2 separate regions of the Macaca mulatta genome follow, and region 2 is linked to region 1. Evidence: chromatin contacts called from public Hi-C data. All regions are on one chromosome and are shown on one strand. Each heading gives the region's core, a stretch centred on a gene start, on an enhancer-like site or on the middle of the called end of the contact. The rest is flanking DNA. Distances are from core to core; before and after follow the strand shown. Region 1 holds the start of INTS6 (integrator complex subunit 6). Region 2 holds the start of DHRS12 (dehydrogenase/reductase 12).

Region 1 (3,970 bases), core at 1,140-3,639:
ATGAAGACCACTAACTAGTGTCTGTAAGTCACTACAATAGTTGCACACACAACTTGAGTGTGGTGAGATAGGACGCTTTCCCTTTTAGGTCTTTAGTGAACTTTCAAGGGATTAAAATCAATGTATGTCAAATTTTTAGCAAAAGATTCAGATTCTAATCCTGAATACAAATGTATTTTAAAAGGGGAAAAAATGAGGGACATAAAATATATATAGTAGGGTAAGAGTTTTGCCTTTGAACAATGTGCATATTCTATTTTAATCTGGAATGTTTTATACGTGCATTTCATGTTATGTAGTTTTTGGATTGGACTGTGTTTCCACAAAATGAAAAATCAACTATTTTGCCACCTTATTATTCAACCTACCTGCCCATAGTTGTCTATGCCAGTTACTAATCTATTTAAATTTAATAAATCAAAAGCTGTCCTTAGGGATTGGCCAAGAGTCGTAAGTCCTTCAGCCTGAAGGTTTTTCAGTTCATTCATAAACGTTGCATGGTTTTCTTTCCATCCAGCCTGAAAAGAAAAATGTAAGATTTTTTTTTTTTTCATTTTTTAAAGCCATGTACACACAGCGGTTATAATCTGACAGTCACCAAGTAGCAGCTTCACTTTTGGTTGGTTTGGCTTGGTTAACGTGTTAATACTGTACCACTGCTGAGGAAACTCTCCTCCAAAGGTGGCCCAGGAATAAACCTGCTTCCTCTCTAGGTTTTGGTAGTTAACAACCTTAATACTTTATAACTTCACTGACAAATTTACTACCTAATCTAATACCCAAAATGTGGATATGTGAACGTACTAGTGGAAGCAGACGGGAGCCAGACTTAGGAAGTTAACCTGCAGCTGTCCCACCGGCCCTCTTAGGACGAATTTGACAAGACCAATCCTGGCAGCCCCGTATTTGGCTCCCGTGCCGGCCGGACCGATTCCCCTTTAATGCAAACCGGGGCTGTGCGCGGCCGGGCCCGGCTGTCACTCCGGCTAACTTGAATAAATATCCCCCACAGTTCATTGCTGCCGCTCACGCCGCGGAGGGGAAATGTCGGCCATGTTGATCGCAGCGCCGCCGCCGCCGCCGCAGCCGCCGGGCCGGGCCGGGCCGGGAGGGGACGGCGGTGGCCCCGCGACTCCGCGCCGCGCTAGGACGCTGCCGAGCGGGGGAGGGGGTGGGAGCCCGCAGGGAAGAGACCTCAGCGGCTGGGAGCGCAGCGGGTGGGGGAGGGGAGCATAATGAAGGGTGAATGGGGGGGCGGGGAGGGCGAGCGAGGAAGGAACAGGGAAGGGAAGAGAGGAAAGGGGGAGGGCGAGGGCTGTTACCTTGATAGCATAGGGCGGCTCTTCGAAAGTGACCAGCATATACCTGTCTCCTCTGCTGGCAGGGTCCCGGGCACGGAGCTGCGGGACGGGAAGAGGAACAGGGCGGGCGAGAGGGAAGCACAGAGGCGAGGTTACGAGGCGGAGAAGGGGCGCCCAGCTGCCCCGCCGCCCCCACAGTACCGCACACGCAGCGGCCACCCCTCCACGCCGCCCCCAACACACAGATCGCTCCCCACACACCGCCCGGGGCCGGAATCCGGGCCCCGGCCGAGCCCGGCTCGCAGCGCCCGCCCGCCCGCCCGCCCGCGCGGTGGGGGAGGGGGTCCCCGAGCCCGGCAGCTCCCGCAGTCAGGTCCCCGACACCCCCGCCCTGGCTGCCCTCCCCCACCCTGCCTCCCGCGGGCCGCCGGGCCGGGGTCGCCGCCCGGACTCGGTCAGTCGGTACCTTCATGAAGGTCTCTACCGCGCCTTTGGCCGTGTCCAGGTAGGTGGTGCCCAGATGGCTGCGCTGGTTCATAGAGGCAGACGTGTCTATCAGGAACAGTAAGATGGGCATAGTGCTGGCCAGGGACACCGGGGCCCGAGGTGGTGGAGAAAGAGGAGATGGTAGAGGTGGAGGCGCCGGTGGCGGCGACCGCCGCTACGCGGGGCGGGGGTGCGCGGCCCCCGGGAGGAAAACACCGTCTGGGTCTTTCCTCCGGCTGCGGGGAGTTTCTCCCCCGATAGTTGAGAGGAAACTCCCCAGACCCAGTCCTCCCCGTCGTACCCCCGCCTCCGCCTCCTCCTGCCTGCCTGCCCGCTGGGGCGGGCGCCCAGCCGTCTGTCTGTCGGTCCGTCCCCCCCGCCTCGGGGGTCCCGTCCCCGCTCCCGGCCCCTGTGTGTGTCCCAGCGGGAGACGGGCCTGGCTCCCCACCCCACCCCCGGTACAGGGAGTGGGGACCTGGGAGCTGGCGAAGAGGGGAGTGGGCTGAGGGGAGATTGGCCCTGGGGCTGTTGGGAGAAGTTTCAGGGACTCCCTCCGCACCCCGGCAGTGTCACCACTTTCTCAGCCCCTCTCGCTACTGAAGCGCTTTTCTCTCTCACACTCCGATTTTAACTCGGGCAGGGGCTGCGGAGGCTCCGCCCCTGACACGTCCCCGAGCCACGTGATACATCGCCTCGCCGTTCTATTGGCTAGTCCCTGCCCTCTCATTAGCATATTTAAACAGCTCAGGGGCGGGGGAAGCTTGCAGGCCGGCTCCGGGGACAGTTATTGAGCACGCGCGGAGGCGGGGCGTCGGGTGCGCGCGAGCGGGCGGGCGGGCCGACCCGGAGGCGGGCTTCGGGAAGGGGCGGGGCCGAACCGCGGAAGATCCGCGAGGTGGGGGCGGGGGACGCGTCCGCGCGCGCGCCGGCCGCGGCGGTGAGCCTGCGCGTCAGGGCCGCCGGCCTCTGGCTGTTGGAGGTGATTGGGGTCGACAGAAGGAAAAAAGGGGCTGGCGTCAGCGCCCCCTCTGAGGTGGCTGTATTGTGGACGAGTAAGAAGGGCTGAGTAAAGTGGACAAACACCTGGTTAGGAGAAGAGGACAGGTCCGCAGCCGCCCTTCCGAGGAGGACTCGGGGCCTCGCGGGCGCTGGAGGAGGTTCCTGGGCCTCGTAGGGCCGCCCCGGCGCGGGCGGGCGCGGGGGAGGGGAAGTGAGAGGTTGTTTATGACCGGGGACTAATCTCCGCGAGTCACAGCGCTCCCTCTGGGGAGTGCGGTTGAGGGGCTGTCCTCGCCCAGAGCCTCGCTCGTCCTCCGGTGAGCGACGAGAGGTGGAAGTTGGACGCGCAGCGGGCCATGAACTCTGTCGTTGGAGGACCCGCCAAAAAGGAAGCAAACCTTCTTTTTCTTTATCCAGCCCCAAATAGGGCCTAGGGGACCATTCACATATCGATAAATGGTTTGTTGCCCGTTTTATTCTCTGGGAAATACAACTGATCCTACCAGAGAAATACCTGTCTCATGCCGTGTTTACCTAGAGCCATAGAATACCTGTTTCAGAGCTAAAGGGGACCTGAGCCCATCATAATCCATTACCTCGTGTGAAAGCGGAAACACTGACTTCAGCTTGTCCAGATGGCGCAGAGCATGGGTTTCCCGTAACCCCGCCTGTGTCTTTCCTTCAGTCTCGTCCCAAATGCCGTGGGAGGGAAGGCATTCTCTGTCAAGCTGCTGTCACCTTACCTGAAGTAAGGAGTCCACGCCTGCATGTCCGAGGAAAACAGTTTTCTCAAACACATTAGTTGAAAAACTGAAGAAACTGCCTTAAATACAAGCTGAGTTAGAGACAGCACTTGTAAGACTAGGTAGGTATTTATAGGGCCTCTCCCACTAGCCCTGTTTTTCCAGAGTTTGTTCTTTATCCGGAAATTCTTAGTTTGTCTACTGATCGTTTAAAGAAAGGGTTCTATTAACATTGACACAGAAGAGACACTTTGTGGCACTTTTAAAAAATCGTGAGTTTCGTGACTTGGAGTTTTAACTTTAAGATAACTTCTGAAACTTACTGTTAATTTATAGCAGAGCTATTTGAGTAATATACTCTTCTATAAGAGTATGGACAATAGAAGAAGTGTGATATTTTAAAGACATTTGGACTACAAAATAAGAGCATGGAATATAGGT
Region 2 (3,991 bases), core at 38-2,537, 340 kb after region 1:
TGGGGCCCACCCCGGCTTGGAAACTGACGCAAGCTTTCATGCTGTATAATGTGGAAAGATCCAGCAATTAATGGTCATTGCCAGAGGACACCCCTTTGAAAGAAAGAGGCTGCCACTGTACTCCCCTAAAAACAGTGGGACAGGGCGCACGGCTACACTCCCCACCATTCTCTGCAGCAGGGGCTCCTGAGGCAGAGCTGAACTTTCCCCAAAACGATGTGGGGTGAAGAGAAGGGAGCTGCAACTCCTACCTCCCCTAGGAATGCTGGCCAGGTTGCCGTGAGAACTGATAACGCCCCAGTGACGGGAGAAGCCTCTCAGAGGTGAGAATCACCTGGGGATTTGGGTGAAACGCCAGTCCAGGCCCCTGTGCAGACCCACTGAATCAGAATCTGTAGGGACGGAGGCTGAAAACTGGGTACTTTTAATTCTCGCCCAGTGATTCTGATGTGCAGACAGGGTTGAGAACCAGCGGTTAGCCTAATCCCAAGAGAAAACCTCCATCTGTCCTCCGTCACAGGAACCTGTCACCTCTTAAAACAACAATGAGGTGGAGAGCCAACTAGGGCACACTGAGCGTGATCACGGGGCGACAAAACCACCACGCACTGTTCCCCAGAAGCACACACTGGGTGCACAGCCACACTGGCTGGAGACCCAGGCTGGAAAGTTCCAGCTGGAGCCAAAGGTCGCAGTCCAGGTGCCGCATCTTCTTAAAGGAAACACACCCAAAGGTACGAGGACAGAGCCTGGGCTAGCGATTTAGATCCAGCCCTATCTGACGCCGCCAGCAGCACTACGAAGACAGTTCCAGGAGCACACCCCGCAGGGCGCCGAGGTGACGCCCAGGAGTCTCGTTGGCTCCAGGGCCGCCTGACGTCAGTGGGACGGCCCTGGGCCTGGGCGCGCCACAGTCCCGCCCCTCGGGCGCCAGTCTCGGTTGCGGGCGTTGAGGGGCTGGAGTCTGGCGACCGCCCCACGCCCAGCCGCGGACCAGTAGAGGGCAGGCGCCCCAGTCGTTCTGGACTCGCTTAGTCGGCCCAGCGAGACTGCGAAGGAGCCGCGGGCGCGTCCCCGCCAACCCCGCTAGCCCGCGCCGAGGCGGGCCACGTGACAGCCCGGGGCCCGGGGCCCGCGCCCCGCCGCGCCGCCTTACTTGGTGTCCTCGCGCAGCCCCTTGGTGAACCACACGACGCTGCGGTACAGGGACATGGCGGGCGCGCCGCACGCCGAGCCCCTCCGCGCTCCCGGCGCGGCCTCCGCCCCGGTCCCGCCCCGCGGGAGTCGCCCGCCCTTACATCATCCCGGTTATGTAAGAGCCGCGGCTTCCGGGACCTTGCTCCACAAGGAAGGCGAGGGGTCTCGGGGCCGGCCGGTCGACTCCGCCCCAGCCTCAGAGGGTGGAGTGAGGGCGGACCGGCCCTCGTGGGGGCCACAGTCGAGGTCCGCAGTCTCCTCGGGGTTGAAATCGGGCATCAGTGCCGTTTAGAGAACACCGTCCTGCTGGGCATGGCCGGGATGCGACGCACCTCCGAGAATTTGGTTACCTAGAAAACCATGTGGAATAAAACGACGAGGCTTACGATATTTAAAAGACTTCTGCATCGAATTGGTGTTAAGGGTTATTGTAATAACTGGCATTCTCTAAGTTCCTACATGTGTTGGGGGATGCAGTGCCCTGCCACATTTCCCGTCTCCAGCAAGCGCAGTCAGATTGGCGACATCGCAGGCAAGAGGCAGGGCTGGGGCTCCCACCCGAGAAGTAATTGTCTCCAAAGTCTGAACTTTTGCCACTGGTTCTGCGACTTCATGCAGTGCCAGGGAGAGCCCCTTGATTTCCCCCAAATCCTCATCAGCCTCCTTCCACCCAAGCCCAAATGAACAGTGTGAGTAAAAAAGTGTGGTTGCTGCATGAACCCAGATCTCAGACTAGTAATCCAGCCCCATTCCAGCCCCGCTATGTAGGACTCAGACACCCCTGTCCACATCTAATCTCCAGCCCTAACGCCACATTAGAAATGGGGGTCTTACTGCTGCTGTCACTGCTAGTCACCCTGTTAAATTCTATACCGGTTTACCCAAGTCGCCCAGAGACTGGGTCCCACTTACATAAGCTGAACACAGACTAGCTGCTTTCATAGCCTCATTACCTAGGATATAGGATCACTGTCCAACCTCACCCCGCAGTGGGCAAGTTTTACTTCAGAATAACTTTTGAAATAAATTTCCCCAGAACAGCTCGCCCCTCTGAACAGGACTCTGAGGCTCCACTACGTTGCTGTTATTCCTGACAGAGTGATGAAATTTAAACAAGTGGCGTTTTGTAAAACCACCCAGCCTCGTGTGACGTTCAATGCCTGTCCGATTTGGCTCCAAAAAGCCAAATTTTAGATCCCCAGGGCTACATACTGTTTTTAATACACTCCTCTTTGTGTCAGTGATGGAAAAGGTGTCAGTCTGCTCTGAATCTCTCTGACCACCTCAGGAAATAGGCTTTTGGCTCACAGAGCGGGGATGAGAAATAGTTTTGAACCACCACGTCTCTTGGAGGGTGTCAGCGGCCCCTTGAAGTAAAAATGTGGCTGGAAACCCAGCTCTCTGCATTAGCCAGGTGAACCTGAGCATGCTGCATACGCCCTCAGTCTTGGTTTTTTCATGTGTAAAATGGGAATGAATATGCGCACCGCGTGGGGTGGTTGTGATGATTAAAGGCATTCATTATAAAGAGCTTAGTTTCATACGAAGTGATCAGAAGTGTTCATTTCCCTCAAGTTTTCTTCTCATTCCTTTCTCCCCTACGCTTACAGCCACACAGTGTACATTCAAGAAAGGTTCCAATGAGGGCATGAGGTGTCCAGTGTTAGCCTCCAATCAAGCATCCATGAGGTAGTTCATGTATACATTATATACATTTAAAGAGGAGGTCTTAGGAAAAGCCAACCCCAGTCTCAAAATGAGCTTCCGCTCTCACTTGGATGCCAAGTAACACACACAAAGAAACAAAGGGCAGTATGGAGTTCATAGACGAATCTTCCAGTTTAACTGGAGTCAGCTGAGCTGGATTCTAAACCAATTTCTGCCAGTTATTCCCTGTGTGACCCGTGTGATAAAATGTATAGAAGGCTTAAAGTGTGCCAAGCATTGTGGATTATAGCACTTAATTCTCACACTGATCCATATGGTTACTCTTGCTATTATCCCCATTTTATAGATGAACAAACAGAGAGAGGTTACATGACTTGACTCAGGTCACAGTAAATACACGGTGGAGCCAGGCTTTGAGGCCAGGTAGTACGATTCCAGAGTCCACACCTTCCCTGCTGCACCATACTAAATGGGGGCAAGTCAGCCGCTGGGCCTCACTTTTTCTCATCTGAACAAAAAAAGGGCCAGACTAGGTGACATCCGGGGCTCCTTTTAGCTCCAACTTTCTATACATCTAATAAGAAAATTACGGATGTTAAGTAAGTTAGGCCCAGGGTGCTTTTAAGAGAAACGTCAAAATGGGTAGGATTGCTTCATTTCCCATAGGTGGAAAGTCACTAAAATATTTCTTCTGTGTTCCTGGTTCCAATTTGCCACTCAAAAAGCCAAACAAAGAAATCATCCTCCAGAGTTCCCTTCCAATTGATTTAGATCCCTGAGGCTAATTTTGACCACATTGGAAGGAGAAGCAGAAGGTGTGGAAATCCATGGCTTTCTGCACAACAGATACACACGATGAGAAGTCTGTATCCTCTTACACACACACACACACACACACACACACCAGTGTTCATATCGCCTTCCACTGAAGCTCATACCAGTTCCTCTAGCCAAGTTGTCATGGCAACACCAGCTGCCAATGAGATCATGGAAGACAAGGTCATAATGGCAATGGTACCTTAATATTTTACCTGGCAAAGCCACTTAGTTAATAAGATGAATAACTATAAATTGTAAACTCATAGGAAGCCAGGCACCATTCCTGTACATGTTTAGTGGGCAATTG

Evidence for each region. Hi-C and Micro-C count contacts between places; a contact is called where the count stands out from the background.
Region 2: a contact with region 1 is called in a Hi-C map of CD4 T cells, with 7 times the contacts expected there. The contact joins the promoter of DHRS12 here to the promoter of INTS6 in region 1. A contact is called at or near these places in 5 of 14 Hi-C or Micro-C datasets (CD4 T cells, cortical neurons, fetal cortex germinal zone and 2 more).

Annotation. Positions count from the first base shown.
Region 1 is chr17:30,689,748-30,693,717 of T2T-MMU8v2.0, forward strand. It overlaps INTS6 (integrator complex subunit 6), which reads right to left and starts at 2,390. Exons shown (of 22, transcript XR_003724325.2): 1 at 1,768-2,390; 2 at 1,323-1,400; 3 at 369-518. LOC144336145 (a long non-coding RNA gene) reads left to right here and starts at 1,574. Exons shown (of 4, transcript XR_013407650.1): 1 at 1,574-1,806.
Region 2 is chr17:31,030,733-31,034,723 of T2T-MMU8v2.0, forward strand. DHRS12 (dehydrogenase/reductase 12) reads right to left here and starts at 1,288. Exons shown (of 11, transcript XM_002808146.4): 1 at 1,157-1,288. The coding sequence starts at 1,212.